2 separate regions of the Mus musculus genome follow, and region 2 is linked to region 1. The links are chromatin contacts, called in public HiChIP or PLAC-seq maps. All regions are on one chromosome and are shown on one strand. The core of a region is the stretch at or near the end of the contact, and the rest is flanking DNA. Distances in the headings are between cores, read along the strand shown. Region 1 holds the start of Mpg (N-methylpurine-DNA glycosylase). Region 2 overlaps Stk10 (serine/threonine kinase 10).

What was found. HiChIP or PLAC-seq counts read pairs in DNA pulled down with a chosen protein or histone mark.
Region 2: a contact with region 1 is called in an H3K4me3 HiChIP or PLAC-seq map of forebrain, with 4 times the contacts expected there. The contact joins the enhancer-like site here to the promoter of Mpg in region 1. A contact is called at or near these places in 5 of 39 promoter capture datasets (the 3T3-L1 cell line, cranial neural crest, embryonic stem cells and 2 more), 4 of 484 Hi-C or Micro-C datasets (cortical neurons, embryonic stem cells, palatal mesenchyme and 1 more), 4 of 115 datasets of contacts at active chromatin or transcription factors (embryonic forebrain, embryonic stem cells, forebrain and 1 more) and 3 of 9 other capture datasets (adipose tissue, embryonic stem cells and liver).

Annotation. Positions count from the first base shown.
Region 1 is chr11:32,223,752-32,230,792 of GRCm38.p6, forward strand. Mpg (N-methylpurine-DNA glycosylase) reads left to right here and starts at 2,754. Exons shown (of 4, transcript NM_010822.3): 1 at 2,754-2,966; 2 at 4,001-4,198; 3 at 6,098-6,302. The coding sequence starts at 2,790.
Region 2 is chr11:32,589,802-32,596,842 of GRCm38.p6, forward strand. Stk10 (serine/threonine kinase 10) reads left to right here. Exons shown (of 19, transcript NM_009288.2): 8 at 6,814-6,948. Among named protein-coding and RNA genes, the nearest start is that of Fbxw11, 49 kb to the right of the region's middle. Within about 2 kb of position 2,955, at least 20 of the 459 cell types and tissues checked have an H3K27ac peak or open chromatin away from gene starts, as enhancers often do. A contact at or near this core is called in forebrain and ventral hippocampal neurons, where this site is marked.

The sequences.
Region 1 (7,041 bases), core at 1,504-4,003:
CCTGGCAAACCCCTCCATGTCCATCCACACACACAGGCGTTGTTCCTGAGAGCATGATGCCTACAGACAAATGCCCATCTCAGCATATGGCTTCAGGATTCCCCAGGTGAAACACATCCTCAAGTCCTGAGTCAGGGCATGGACAGTTTGAGCAGAGGAGTGTGGACAAATAGTCAAGCCTTCATCCAGTCTCCACAGACCCAATTCTCCACAGTCCCAGAACCTCCTACCTGCCCTATTGACCTAAGCTTTGGGTGGAAGAATCCAACCCGTGGCTTCTCACATACTTTTATTGACTGTGCCGAACAGAAGTCAGCTGCAGTTTCTAATACTCTGGAACTGGTGAATAGGTGTTGGGATAGACAGGCTTCTACACTACCTCCAGGTCTTGTGTAGTACTCTGCCAGCATCTGTGTGGTTAGAATCCCTGAGCTGTAAAAGGAATCTCAACGGGTACTTCCTGAACCCACAGCTTAGCTTCCAAGCACCCCACAGAGAGATGTAGAGATGGATCCTGGACACTACCTAGCTGGGGAGAAGACAGAATGGCCAAGGCTAGCCCTGTTCTAGCCCAGGCTAGACTTCAAAGGCCTGAAGTTCCAGCTATTTCTGAAGAAACCCCTTCCTCATGGTATTGGACTCAGCAAAGAGGCTCTATAAGTTCCTGGGCCAAGATCCTAGCAGCCTGACAGCATAGCTCTCCTTGGCCTGCCTGATAGCTACCCTCTCTTCCCAAGAAACAGCTAACCATAGAGGGTCCCCCACCTATAGAGACCCACTAAGGCCTGCCAGAGTAATAGCCACCACTCTGCTGAGAAGCTGCTGAAGGGTGCCAGTTTCCAAACCAGGAGCCAGCTGGCTCCAACCCAGCTCCTGCTTTGTCCATGGTAGACAGGCAACTGAGCCAGTCAGTGTGTTAAGCCCCTGAGACAGTGAAACTGAAGCCTAGAGCTAGCAGGGACTGGCAGCCCATGCCACCACGACTGGAGGCAGCTCCAGCCTTCCCACAACCCGTGGAGACACCATTCCAACCCCAACCTTGTCTCCTTTCAAAGAATCTCCCAATGGCATCTTTGTCACCAGCCAGGCAGGCACAAGGTACACTGGGCACAGAAGAGGTCCCAGGCTCCTTCCTCTTGGACATTCTTTTACTCCTGGCAAGTCTGCTGGCAAAACACAGTAGGGAAGCCCAACCCAGCACTTCCAGCCTGCAGTGGGAGCTTCGCCACAGACCAGGAAGTGGGGGGGGGAGGGGCAGACATTGCACAATCCCACACTCTGGCCAGAACATCTGGAGAATAAGATGCTGGCCTCCACCCCCGTCTCTGCCTGGGGCAGAAATCAGACTGCCCACCAAACAGAAGGAGCTTGTCATTCACCCAAAGGTGAAGTCTTCAGAATGCCCTCAACAGGGGACCAGAACCTAACTAGGGTCTCAGCTTCCCTCCTAGATTGGGAAGGGGCATTATTCTCACAGGAAAAGAGAGGCATTGTTTAGACAGAATGGCTATGAGGGATAAGGCCAACCTCGGTAGTTCAAATTTACAACATATTGCCCCCACCCCAGCCCCAGAAACTGCACAGAGTGCCACAAACAGCTGGACTGCTTCCAGCAGGCAGCAGGCAGCAGGCAGGCAGAGAGGCTGCCGCTCCCTCCCCAGGAAGTCCTAGCTGAGGCCCATGAGAGGGAATGGCTGAGCCCCAGCCAGGCCCAGAGTTCAGTCCCGGAGCTGGCCAGTAGAGTTGCAGCTGGGGACCAGAGTCCTTAGGCTAAGTGCCTTGCTCAGTTAAGGACTGAGCATATAGCAGTGACAAGCATATGGCCTCTGGCTCTGTCTAGTCCTAGATGCCAGGGTCTCAGAAATCAAACAGCTCTGACAAGCCCTGAAAGGTTTTAATAAGGCAGTGTGAATGGGGAAAGTAGGATTGTATCTGCTTTGAAACCCTTCAGACCCACATCACTCCTGGAATGGTAGAAGAGAGTGAGTGAAGTGGGGGAAGGGAGCAGCTTACCCTATCCCAAGACTTCCCTTCCCATCATCCCTTCCTTTGGGTCAGTCACTTCCCACTCGAGGAGTACGGGTGCACAACCTCATTTGAAAGGTTACAGATAGGGTGGGTGGCAAGCCTAGGTCCCAGAGAAATAATCACTAGGAGATGCCAGGAACTGTTATCCCGCTCAGCTCCTGCAGCCCTGGTCCTGCCTTCCAGCTTAGGTGGTAAGCCCTCTTCGTAGCAATTCCAGGCATTAGGGGTCCAGGGATGTAAGTGGGGATTCACTGCAGAGACAGAATTCCCTTTCCTTCCACCTATCATCTGTGATGATCCAGGGTAGGGGCCTCCAGATGGGGCAGGCATCCACTTGCTGTCAGTTCCACCATTCAGAGATAAGGTTGGGGAAGGACAGTTCTAGGATCAGAATTCAGACTGAGATTCCCAAGGCCTCATGTTTGTTCTCTACAACACCCAACACACCCTCTGTGGCCCACCCTATCCCAAGGCAGAGCCTTCTGGTCCGGGACCCTTGAAAATTCAGTCCGGGTTCAGAGAGGATGTCTTGATGGCAATCGGGCCATTGGGACAGAACCAGATCTAGAGAACCTGGGTTCCAATCCTACTGGTGAAAGGTTTCTACACTCGCCCCGCCCTGTCCCGCCCCTAGAGTCCTCGCTCCGCCTCTTCTGCAGATTCCTTCCACCCCCGCGCTACATGCCTTCTGCGCAGACGCAGGTTCCAGTCCCCGCCCTCTCCGCGCTTCCGGTGGCCTGGCCTGTGCTGGCGGCGACTAGATGCCCGCGCGCGGTGGTAGTGCGCGCCCGGGCAGAGGAGCCCTAAAACCGGTGTCCGTGACCCTGCTCCCCGACACCGAGCAGCCTCCATTTCTTGGACGAGCCCGCCGCCCAGGGAATGCCAGAGCAGGATCCCTAGTGACCGGATATCATGAGGTCGGCCAGATGCCAGCGCCGGTGAGAGGGGGCGCCGCGTCGCGGAGTCTGAGCCCACGGCGAGCTGGCACAGTGGGTCGGGCTGCAGAGACGGTCACGTCAGCATCCATTCCCGGCAGCCTGGCAGCTTCAGTCCAACCTGGATGTCAGCACAACAGATAAAAATAATGGGTCTTACCCCGGCGTAGTGGCGCACGCCTGTACTTGTGAAGTCGATGGACGCAGGAAAATCAGGAGTTCAAAGCCAGCATAGGCCACATGGGACCCTGTCCTTTAAAAGAGTAATGGCTGTTTAACTAGTCAGCTCAGCGTGGACTGAAGACAGGTCTTGGCCCTGGCCCCAGGTTCACTGCCCAGTTGTCCTTTTAATCCCCTCCTGTTGTACCACAATAGCTGAAGGATGTGGCCAGATTTCCTTGCTTTGTTTATCGGCACTTGGTAGACTAGTGCCTACTGGTCCTATAGACCCATAGACTTTTTGTCCCTGTTCCTAGTTGTTCTAATATCCAAACAGTCAAAGGACAGTTGGGGGCCAGCAGGGTTCTACCCTGAGCATTCAGAATGGGACCAGGCAGATGGTCATCTCCATGCATGCCCATTTGTGTGTCAGGTCTTGTCAGTAACAAGGTGGTCTTGTGACCTATTTTTTGAGCAGTGCCCAGACAAACTCAGTATGTTTCTCTGATAGGCCCTGCCCAGGTTCTGACTGTATTTTAATTCCTGGCCAGGATTAGGAACAAAGAACCAGGTTCCAGAAACAAGTTTCCTTGGAGATGGTGTGATTGGTGGGAATCAGAAAAACCAGCTCTTTTGTATTGGACTCAGGCACCCACCTTCTAATGCTCCTTATCCATGTCTCCCCTATGTGTAGCAGGTGTGGGCAGAGAATGCCCACCCATCCTGTCACCACTAGCAGCCTGTCATTACCTACACCTAGTCCCAAGGTCCCCTGAGGCGGTATGCCTTAGAATGACTCCCAACAGGCACCCCACTTTACAGAGAAACAGGCAGGCAGGCAGACACTTCTTTTGTTTTGTTTTGTTTTCCCATTACAGCTTTCCCGAAAGATTGGGCAAAAAAAGCAGCGACTGGCAGATTCAGAGCAGCAGCAGACCCCTAAAGAGAGACTCCTGTCGACCCCGGGCCTCCGGCGGAGTATCTACTTCTCCAGCCCAGAGGACCATTCTGGCCGGCTAGGACCAGAGTTTTTTGACCAGCCAGCAGTCACCCTAGCCCGTGCATTTCTGGGACAGGTAACGTAATACTGGAGCAGGTTCCGGGAACTGTAGTCCTGTTACTACTAGGTCTCATCTCTGTCTTGGCCTTCCTTGTGTGTGCATAGGTAGCTGCCTTGCCCATATGAGCCAAATAGTTTGACTATTATCTAGGGTCACTGCAGAGAATGAGAATATTGATAGAGGTGTCCCATGATGGAGGCAGCAGGGCTTCTGGCAACTGTCGTGCTTTGGCTAGAGGTATGTTCTTACACTTATCCATCAGGGAAAAAACTGACTGTTCTATCTGAAATCCCCTTAGGACAGGTTGCCTGCAAGGACTGCTGGTGGGTATTGGCCCCAGCATCTGTGAGGGACCACTCTTGCCTACCCTGTTCCCTGATGGCTGGGGCCAGGAACACCATTAGGCAGCCAGCATTTGAGTCACTTGAAAGAGTTGGCCTCTTCACTGCATAGTTCAGTACCCAAGGCTCAGTACAGGCCCAAGATCTGGGCTATGCCAGTCATGCTTGCAGTAGAAGTGGGGACTACCCCAGGCCCAGCCTGGTGTGGCTTACAGTACAGCCTGTCACCTTCTGAGCCTCTCCACTTCATGGGGCTAGCCAGGTTCATCTAAATCCCACTACTCCGGGGTGCTAGAGCTTAAGCTGGATCCTCTGGTTAGAGGTTCGCTGGCCTACCTTTCCCTTTAACAAGCTATCCTTTATGGGACCATGGCCAAGGACAGCCAGTTTCTTTGCTAGAACTGGTGCTAAGAGTTCCAGGAACAGACCCTGACCTACTAGAGAAGGGACGAGATTCTGTTCTCAGGATGTTTTAAGCTGCAGGGATCTGTGTTCCTTCAACAGCTATGATATAAAACATGGTGCAGATTTATCTCAGGTTCAGGTCAAGGGCTCAAGGATGGCCCAACAGCACTACCACCACCATTACACATCTGCCTACCTCTACTCAGCTTCCTGGCACATCAGCTGGCCCCTGTCATGCCCACTTGAACCCACACTGGTAGACAAGATGGTGTCTGGCAGAGAAAGGGGTATTCTCGCCTGTGTATCCCTTCGGTCAAGGAAAACCCAGATGTGGGTCATAAGCCCAGTAAAAGGTTCGCTGCAGTGGGCTGCCAGGACAGCAGACGACTGTGGACTGCTCAGCATGTTGTTTTTCTAGACCCTCTGCCAGAAAAGCTCCAGGAGGTCCCTCGAGAAGCTGAGGTGGGGTTCCCAGTTTGGCCCTTGGAGACATGGGAGCATGTAGGTAGTTAGTGAAGGAATGCTTGCTGGCCTTTTTCTCCTAAAACATTCACCCCTGTCTCCAGTGTTTCCAGGCTTCCATGACAAACACTGGCCACCTCTTTTCCTCTACCCTGCCTGTTACCAGCTGACCCTGAGGCACCATGGGTCTACGTGGGCTGAGAAGAAGGTGCCTTCTAATCAAATAATCCCTCAAACCTGTGAAGGAATGGACACGGTTGGATGCTGAAATCCTTCTACAAGCCTTGGCTGAATTAAGACTGTTGGCCATTCTTGGGATCATAGTCCAAGCAAGGCATTGCATGGCTGGACCAGCTGGCCCTGTTTCTCACTAAGTTCTCTAAAGGGAATTCTGGGAGAGGATGTCGGGAGGAGAGAACACTACTGAGGGGACTTGGAAGTCAATCTGCACTATGACTCCAAATGAATCCTGAGGTGGGCTTAGAACCCTTAGTAAATAAGTAGAGTTGGTCAGGAGGGGCTGGTGACCTTAACATCAGCATTCAGGCTCTCAGCCAAAGCACAAGAGGCAGAATGGAGAAGCCAGGTAGCTGGGTCTGGCTGGGCCTGGATGCCTGTGGTACATCCTGAGTTTAAATGAGGTCTAGGTGGGGACTGTCCAGGTGGGCTGGCCCCTGTTTGAGCTGAGCAGACTCACTGCCCATAGGTTCTTGTCCGGCGACTCGCTGATGGAACAGAACTCCGTGGGCGCATTGTGGAGACTGAGGCATACTTGGGGCCAGAAGATGAAGCTGCTCACTCAAGAGGTGGCCGGCAGACCCCCCGGAACCGTGGCATGTTCATGAAACCTGGGACCCTGTATGTGTACCTCATCTATGGCATGTACTTCTGCTTGAATGTCTCTAGTCAAGGTTAGTGGTGCTGGGCTTGAGGGAACAGACAGTCTAGCAGCTGGCCAGCCCCCCGAAAGACTTGGATAGACAGGCATTTGAGTAAGAAAGTGCCATTGTCAGGGGCCAAGTTAGGATTTCAGGAGTGTTGGCTATTCTTGAAGGGTGGGCGCGGCTGGTAAAGTAGCCAAGGCTACACGGAGTTTAGCGTGATGTTTTTGATCCTGGGTTAGATTTGGAGTGAGATGGAGGGTAGGGAAGTGGAAAGAGCCTGGTTTTGGGTAAGCTGTGCTCATACAGGAACCTGCCAAAAATCCTATTATGGGATCTAGCTCAGCTATTCTCAGCCAGGAACACTTCTGCCCCCCACTGGGGATGCAATGTTTGGTGACGTATTTGAATATCATGACTGACTAACATCTAGCAGGTGGAAGGCAGGGATGCCCTGTGGTAACCACATAGGCCTTCTGGCCATAGACAGCTTTAGTGGAGGTTCCCTGGACACGGTGGACAAGGCAGAGGCAAGAATGAACATACAGATGAAATCCTCCAGGACCACAAGGGTCCTGATTAGGGCCATCCATGTTGAGTAGAGGCTAAGGACATGGATGTCATGGACAGGCCAGGTGTGGGTGCTCAGGACGTGGGAAGATGAGGACTGAAAGTCCAAACAGAGCAGAGCATAGGATGCCGAGTTAGAGCACATGTGTAGCAGATTTCCGCAAGGACATGGGGATCAAAGGTGTCTGCATGAAGATGA
Region 2 (7,041 bases), core at 1,705-4,204, 370 kb after region 1:
CTTTCCTTCCACACTTCTGGTTCAAAATCAAATGTGTGGCCTTCCTCAAGGCCCACTTTCAGCATGGCGTGTTTGTTTGGGAGACGGAGCTGCTGTAAGGTGCAAAGGCCCCAAGCCTCTTGGGACCGGTTGCTTCCTGTAAATGGCACCTCCCGTGCCAGGGTATCCGGCCTGCCTGACATGGTCAGGGCAGAGACCAGCTGTCACCCGGAGCCTTGGCAGGAGCCAGGAATTCCACTTCCTAGCTGAAGCAGTGTCTGCCAGGGGATTCTCAGTGCGCAGTGGAAGAGCACAGGGCAGAGGGGGCGGGAGGAGGTCTGCCTCAGTTTACCCAGGTGCCCTCAAATGGGCTGGGGCTTCTCCAGTACCTCTTAAAATGTAGGGTGGGAGGGATACAGGGGTCTGCCAGACCTGAGGACAGTGGGCTCAAAGGGGAAGTCCTTGCCCAAGGTCATCTGGTTGGAATGGCAGCTTGGGGCACATCTTGGCTGTGGGCACCTCAGCCCTGTATCTGCTAATCCCTGTCCTTTTGTATCCTGTGTGGCCAAGCCACCGAAACTTACTAGAGCTGGTGGCTCAGTCATTCGTCTGCACAATTGTCCCTGGCCAGTGTCCTGCTGCAGTTGGTAACCTGGATCTGAAATTAGGGAGGGGTGTGAGGAGTTCCCTCTGTGCCTCCGTTTCTCCCTTGGTCGGGTAGGTAGCCAGGAAGTCTGTGTGTGGCGGACCCTGCTCACTAACAGTTCAGCGGCAGTTTTCATGGATTGGAGGTAGCAGGGAGCTCAGGATTGTCACTCATCATGCCGGGGCTAGCACCTTCTTTCTTGACAACTCCCACTCCCACCCTCACCCCTACCCCCACCCCCACAGCCAACGGCTCACTCCCTGTCTGCCGTGTTCACCTAGCACAATTGATGACTGTGGTGAGCTCTGGGCTCTCTGTTCCTTCTGTTTGCTGGAATGATCACAGCCAGCCTGTGGGGGCCCCTGGCTTCGTGCCTCAAGTTCAGTCCCTGAACTTGACCTGACCCCAGACCTTTGTCTCTGCATATCTCTGGATGCTCAGAGCCACTTGAGCCTCAGCCCCCTCCTCAGGTGCATTCTGCAATGGCTGCCCATCTCGTCCCTGGCAGCCTGGCACTCTCTCTCATTCTCCACCCCTCTCTCATCATGAGTACGATTCCCTCTGCCTTCAGAACAGGCCCAGAATGCACCACCTCCATGCGGCCACTCTCGGAGCTGCCTCGCCATTCACTCAGATAATGGCTACCTTACTGGTTCTGCCACTCCCCGAGTCAAACTCTGTAAACAGATTCCAGTCTTCCCTCTAAACAGAGCCCTCGTTAGCATGGCTAGTACTTGCCCTTCTTGCTGCAGAGACAACACCCAGTAAAAGGATCGTAGAGGAGGGATTCATTTCTGGCTCCTTGTTGTGGAGGATCTCAGTCCATCATGGTGGGCCAGGCTACTGGTCAGGTGTGTGGTGTTATTTTGAAAGCTGTGGAACCCTTAGGGGTACAGCATGGCTGGGATACTAGAGGCGTCCCTTGAAAGGGACACCCATTTATGGTGCCACTCTCTGACTCTAGCTGCCATGCAAACAGCTCCCTATGTGCTGCCACAGCCAAGACCAGAGGCGCCTCCAGCACAAGGTCACACAGCTGTCAGGGACAGCTCCTGTCCTCATTCTAGTGACTTGGCCACTCTGGAAGCTGCTTTTAATAAGTGGAGGAAAGGAAAAAAAAAGTCCAAAGCAGGGATGGAGAGATGGTTTAGTGGTTAAGAGCACTGGTCTCTTATCTAGAGGACGCAGGTTCAATTCCTGGCGCTCACAGGATAGCTCACAACTGTCTATAACCCCAGTCCCATAGGATCCATTGCCCTCTTCTGGCCTCTACAGCCACTGCATGTGCATAGTGCACACACAACACCTGTACTCGTAGAACAGAAATAAAGTTTTTTAAAATAATAATTAAGAAGAAAAAGGAACCGAGGAACGCAGAAACAAAGAGAAGGGGGCAGGCGGCAGGTGAGGAGAGCTTACTTTGATCTGAGCATCGCCCCTTAGTGGCTTCTCAGCACAAAGAGAGAAAATCAGCCTTGGAAAGGACATGTGTTTCATGACAGCAGAGATCCTGGCCGAAGAGAGGTGCCAGTTGGCACACTGCACACTGCCTCCTCCACACTGGCATCTTGGAGCCCTCAGCAGAGCTGGCTCTGAGCAGCCATCCCTCCTCCTGGAGGGGTAGACAATGAGGCAGCTCTGATCCACCCTTCTGCAGAGTCATGAATGCCTGGGGCAGCATAGGGAATGTTTGCCCGGTGTTTGGCCATTCTGGGAGGTTTCTGGGTCCAGCTCTCTGAGGGACCTCAGCATCTGAGTTGGGTGGAAAGCCTTCTCTACAGCCCCAACTAGAGGCGGTAGGTTGAGGCGGCAGTCCTCCCTGCCTAGTCCTTGTCTCTCAGAGCTTAAACACAAATCATGGCCCAGTCAGCCTTGGCAGGGCTGCTTACACACCAACTACCTGCCCTGGGCCCCTTGCAGGGAGCTGCCCTGCTTAACTGGGCCTCCGTGAACGGCTGTCCTCCCTCCTGTCTCTTCCCAGGGACCTTGAGCTCCATATAGGCAGAGCAGATGGCTCCCTTCAAGGGCTACTAATCTGATCAATATGCAGGATGCCTTGGCGAAACCTTGTACTCTGAGAACCCTGGCCTGCACTGCTGGTTTGTGCCACGTCTGCCTTAGCTGGTGCAGAGCAGTGTCCTGTGGTGTCCTGCTCAGGTCACCGTGTTACAGGTTTTAGACACTCTGGGCATCTTGGCTCTTCTCATCATTCCCAGAGAGCTATGTTCTGGTAGAGGAATGGCAGGGGGTGTGACGAGGCTGCCCAGATTGTTCTGCTCCTGACGTGGCACTGGTGATGGCAGTCAGTAATGGTGGCGCCATCTGTTGGGCAATGATAGTGATTATAATGATGGGGTTATGGTGGTGGTGATGGTACTAATGGTGATTATGATGGTGTTGTTGGTAGTAATGATGCTGTTTTGAATACTCACTATAGAGCACACAGAACACCTTAACTGTTATCCCTACTTTGCAGATAAGCAAACTACAGTGCAGAGAGGCTCTCTTGACTTGCCCAGGTTGTCTGTGAGAGCTGGGGTTTAATCCCAGGTGGCTTTGGCTTCCGTCACCTTGTCAGCACACTTAACCCTACACATCCCAGTGACCCATTGGTTAATTCTGTGAGAAGCCCACTGGGGACCACTGGAAACATGCAGCAGCCAGAGTAACGAGCTCCTGGGTAGGGGTAGCAAAGCTGAGAGTAACCTGGGAGTGAGTGGCTCACTGTACCCAAGGCTGTGCATGCCGCCCAGACTCCCTCCTCGCTTCCTTTGCCTACCTACCAGGCTGTCTGCCAGGCACAGGCTTTGGCCTCCAGTCCCAAGCCTGGCACAGGGTCTTTAGAGGCTGTGTCTCTGCCTAACATTCGGTACCAGGGGTTTTCCCTAACCTTGCCCACGTGACTCCTGAGTCCCAGCTTGGATGTGACACCTCCCCTCTCAGGAGGGCCACAGAGAGACTACGAAGCTTCCACCAGCCTCCAGCCTGTCAATCTGTCAGCCTCCAGCCTGTCAATCTGTCGTGTGTCTTCTGACCCCCTTCAGTGAAAGGCTTGACCTGGCCCTGGAACATAAGGTCACCTCCAGGAGTCACTGTGTAACTGGCCAGGAAATTCACAGTTCCACTGGATTAGATGAACTGAGATCAGATTGGTGCAAGAAAACATAGTGAACACAGCTCTTTAAAGACATGATGTTTGTAGCCTCAAGGGGAACAAATTGAGCAGGGAGTGGCCTGCTGCCTGTCCACTGGTGACTGGTTTTTTTTTTGTTTTGTTTTGTTTTGTTTTGTTTTGTTTTGTTTTTTTTTTTTTTTGGTTTTTATCGAGACAGGGATTCTCTGTGTAGCCCTGGCTGTCTTGGAACTCACTTTGTAGACCAGGCTGGCCTTGAACTCAGAAATCCGCCTGCCTCTGCCTCCCAAGTGCTGGGATTAAAGGCATGTGCCACCACCGCTCGGCTTTGGTGACTGGTTTTTATGTTTGCTGGGGACTGAACTCAGAACCTCACACACATTAGACAAGCCGCTGCTCCTGCTCTATACACAGACACAAAGGAAACTTTTGTTTGATTTGGTTTTCTGTGTGTATTGGGCAGGGCACACATGCGCCATGGCATAGCACGGAGATGAGAGGACAGGCTGTGGGAGTCAGTTCTCTCCATTATCTGGCACATAGGGAATCAAACCCGGGTCTTCAGGCTTGCCTACTAAGCCATCTCACCAGCCCCTGGAACATCTAAATGCACAAACTGAAAGGAATAGTTTCTCATGGAATTCTCCAGGTCTGAATATGTTTTTTTTTTTTAATGTTTTAATTTGGGGGGAGGGGGCCTGTTTTGCCTGCGTGTAGATCTGTGTACCTGTGTGCAACACTCATGGAGACCACAGGAGGGCACCAGCTCCCTGGGACTGGAGTCACAGGTGGTTGTGAGCTCCCAAGTGGTTGCTGAGAATTGACCCTGGGTCCTCCGGAAGAGCAATCAGTGAATTTAACTGACGAGCCACCTCCCCCGCCCCCTGAATGTGTCCTTAAAGTGTCAGAAATGTCATTTTTAGTCATTGAAAGAATGCTCCAACATTTTTGTTGACACCATTCATCCACAAGTAAGATTTCTGATAACAGCAGTGGGTTTCAGCAGAGCCTTTTTCCCATGAACCCCAGATGAGCAAATCCAACCCAGGGACGCCCCTCAGCCTCCAGTGTTCCTTTCCCTCTGCCCCTCATGACAAAGGAGGCTGAGTGGTCCCTCTGTGGCCACTCCTTATGCCAGGGAGGAGATATCTGCATATTCGCTCTCCACGGTGCTTCTTCAGGGTGCTTTAGGCTAACCAAACATCCCCAGACCTTTTGCTTTGGGGTTTTATAAGGTATATATATATATATATATATATATATATGTAAAAGCATGCCCTTAGAGTTCAGTCACTGCCAAGAAACTCTACATTGCCTTTCTAAAAACCAAATAGATATTTCTGCCCAAAGACAACAGAGGCAAAATTGTCCCTAGCTGATCACCCAGAGCAGGAAACACCCCGACATGGCCAGCAGCAGCAGGATGGTCCTTCAGTGGGACTGGGCAGTGGAATCAGAAAGGAGTCGGGGTGGAGATCACGATAGAGACGCGGCTGAGCATCTGTCCCAAGCACCGACCCTGCTGAGCCTCAGGACCTCTGCTCAGTGCAGGGGATGAATCATCACATCTGCTGCAGAGAGTAATTCTGGAGACTGGGGGTTGTGGGGTGTAGCCCTGTTGGTAGAAGACTAGCCTACTAGCCTAGCATGCCCCTTTGAGTTCAATTCCTGGCATTGCATAAATTTGGTATATTGGTGCATGCCTGTGATCCTAGCACCAGGGGACTGGAAGCTCAAGACATCCTTGGCCACATAGAGTTTGAGACCAGCCTGGGCTGCATGAAAACCTATCTCAAAAGAAAAAAACAGTAAGACAAGTAAATCATAGTGACACAAAGTTACCGGGCTTGTTGAGTAAGTAGGAAGGCGATGTCTGCCTAGTCAGAGGATGGGTCTGTGAGGGGCACACACCTGAGCCCACAATGGTAGCCACATATACAATTTGAAGCAAGCTAAATTAGCAGTTAGTTCAGGGCTAGGATGTGCAGCCATGCTCCTTATCACAGAATTCTGTCCTTGAAGAGACTCTGTAGGTACATGGGAGGGCTTCTCAGTTACTGTTCTATTGTAGTGATAAGACACCACGACTAAAGCAGCTTATGTAAGAATGGGTTTCTTGGGGGCTTCAGTTTCAGAGGGTTAGAGTTCGTAACCATCAATTAGGGAAGCATGGCAGCAGGCTGAGTTCAATTCCCAGCACCCACGTGGTGGCTCACAACCATCTATAACTGTAGTCTCATGGGATCTGATGTCCTCTTCTGGTGTGCAAACGTACAGACAGACAAAATAACCATGTACATAAAGTACGTAAATAAATACATTAAAAAAAAAGAAAGAAAGAAACATAACTCCAAAGCTTCAGCGACAAGCCTCTTCCAGTGAGGCCACACCCCCTAGTCCTTCCCAAACAGTTCCACCAACAGGGGGCCAAGTATTCAAGCATGAGTCTAGGGGACCAAGTATTCAAGCATGAGTCTATGGGGACCATTCTCACTCAGAGCATCACACTATATATACTTGCTGTCTTCCGTAGGCTTATGGCCGTATCAGAACATAAACCATATTTAGTCTGTATATTAGTCGGGTTCTCTACAGCAGCAGAACTGAATGGAATGAAACTGCTGGATGGGGGCAAGGCTAGCACAAACAGATGACATCATCCCAAGGAAGAACATGGGCTGGACCCTGACTTTACAAGGCACTTTCACATGAATCGTCTCATTTTATCCTCATGACTTCCCATGGCTTCAGCATGACTGTCTCTGTCTGTCTGTCTGTCTGTCTGTCCTTTGGAGATGGCTCAGCAAGGAGAAAAGGAGGAGTGGCATGCTCAGGGTCACACAAGCTTTAGTCGAAGAGTCGAGTCGGGTGTTCCCTCTACATGCAGGGCTTCCTGACCTCCTGCAGGGCTTCTGAGTTCCCCTTCCAACTTCAAGTTCACGTGTTGCCTTTGGGACCAGAGTTGTTCCTCGTTGCTTCAGGACCAAGTCCTGCAGCTATTCCAGCCCCACACCTGGCTCCAGATGGCTCTAACGCAGGTGTGTCTTCTCCTCAGCATCCCTTCGTCAGCAGAGTCACCAGCAATAAGGCTCTTCGGGAGCTGGTGGCCGAGGCAAAGGCGGAGGTAATGGAGGAGATTGAGGATGGCAGGGAGGACGGAGAAGAGGAGGATGCTGTGGATGCTGTTCCGGTAAGTCTGAGAAACATGGGGGTGGATGGGTGGGCCCCAGCTGCCCCTGGGAGGGAGGCTGGGGGAGGATTCTTTTCTGCCTCTTGGAGCCAG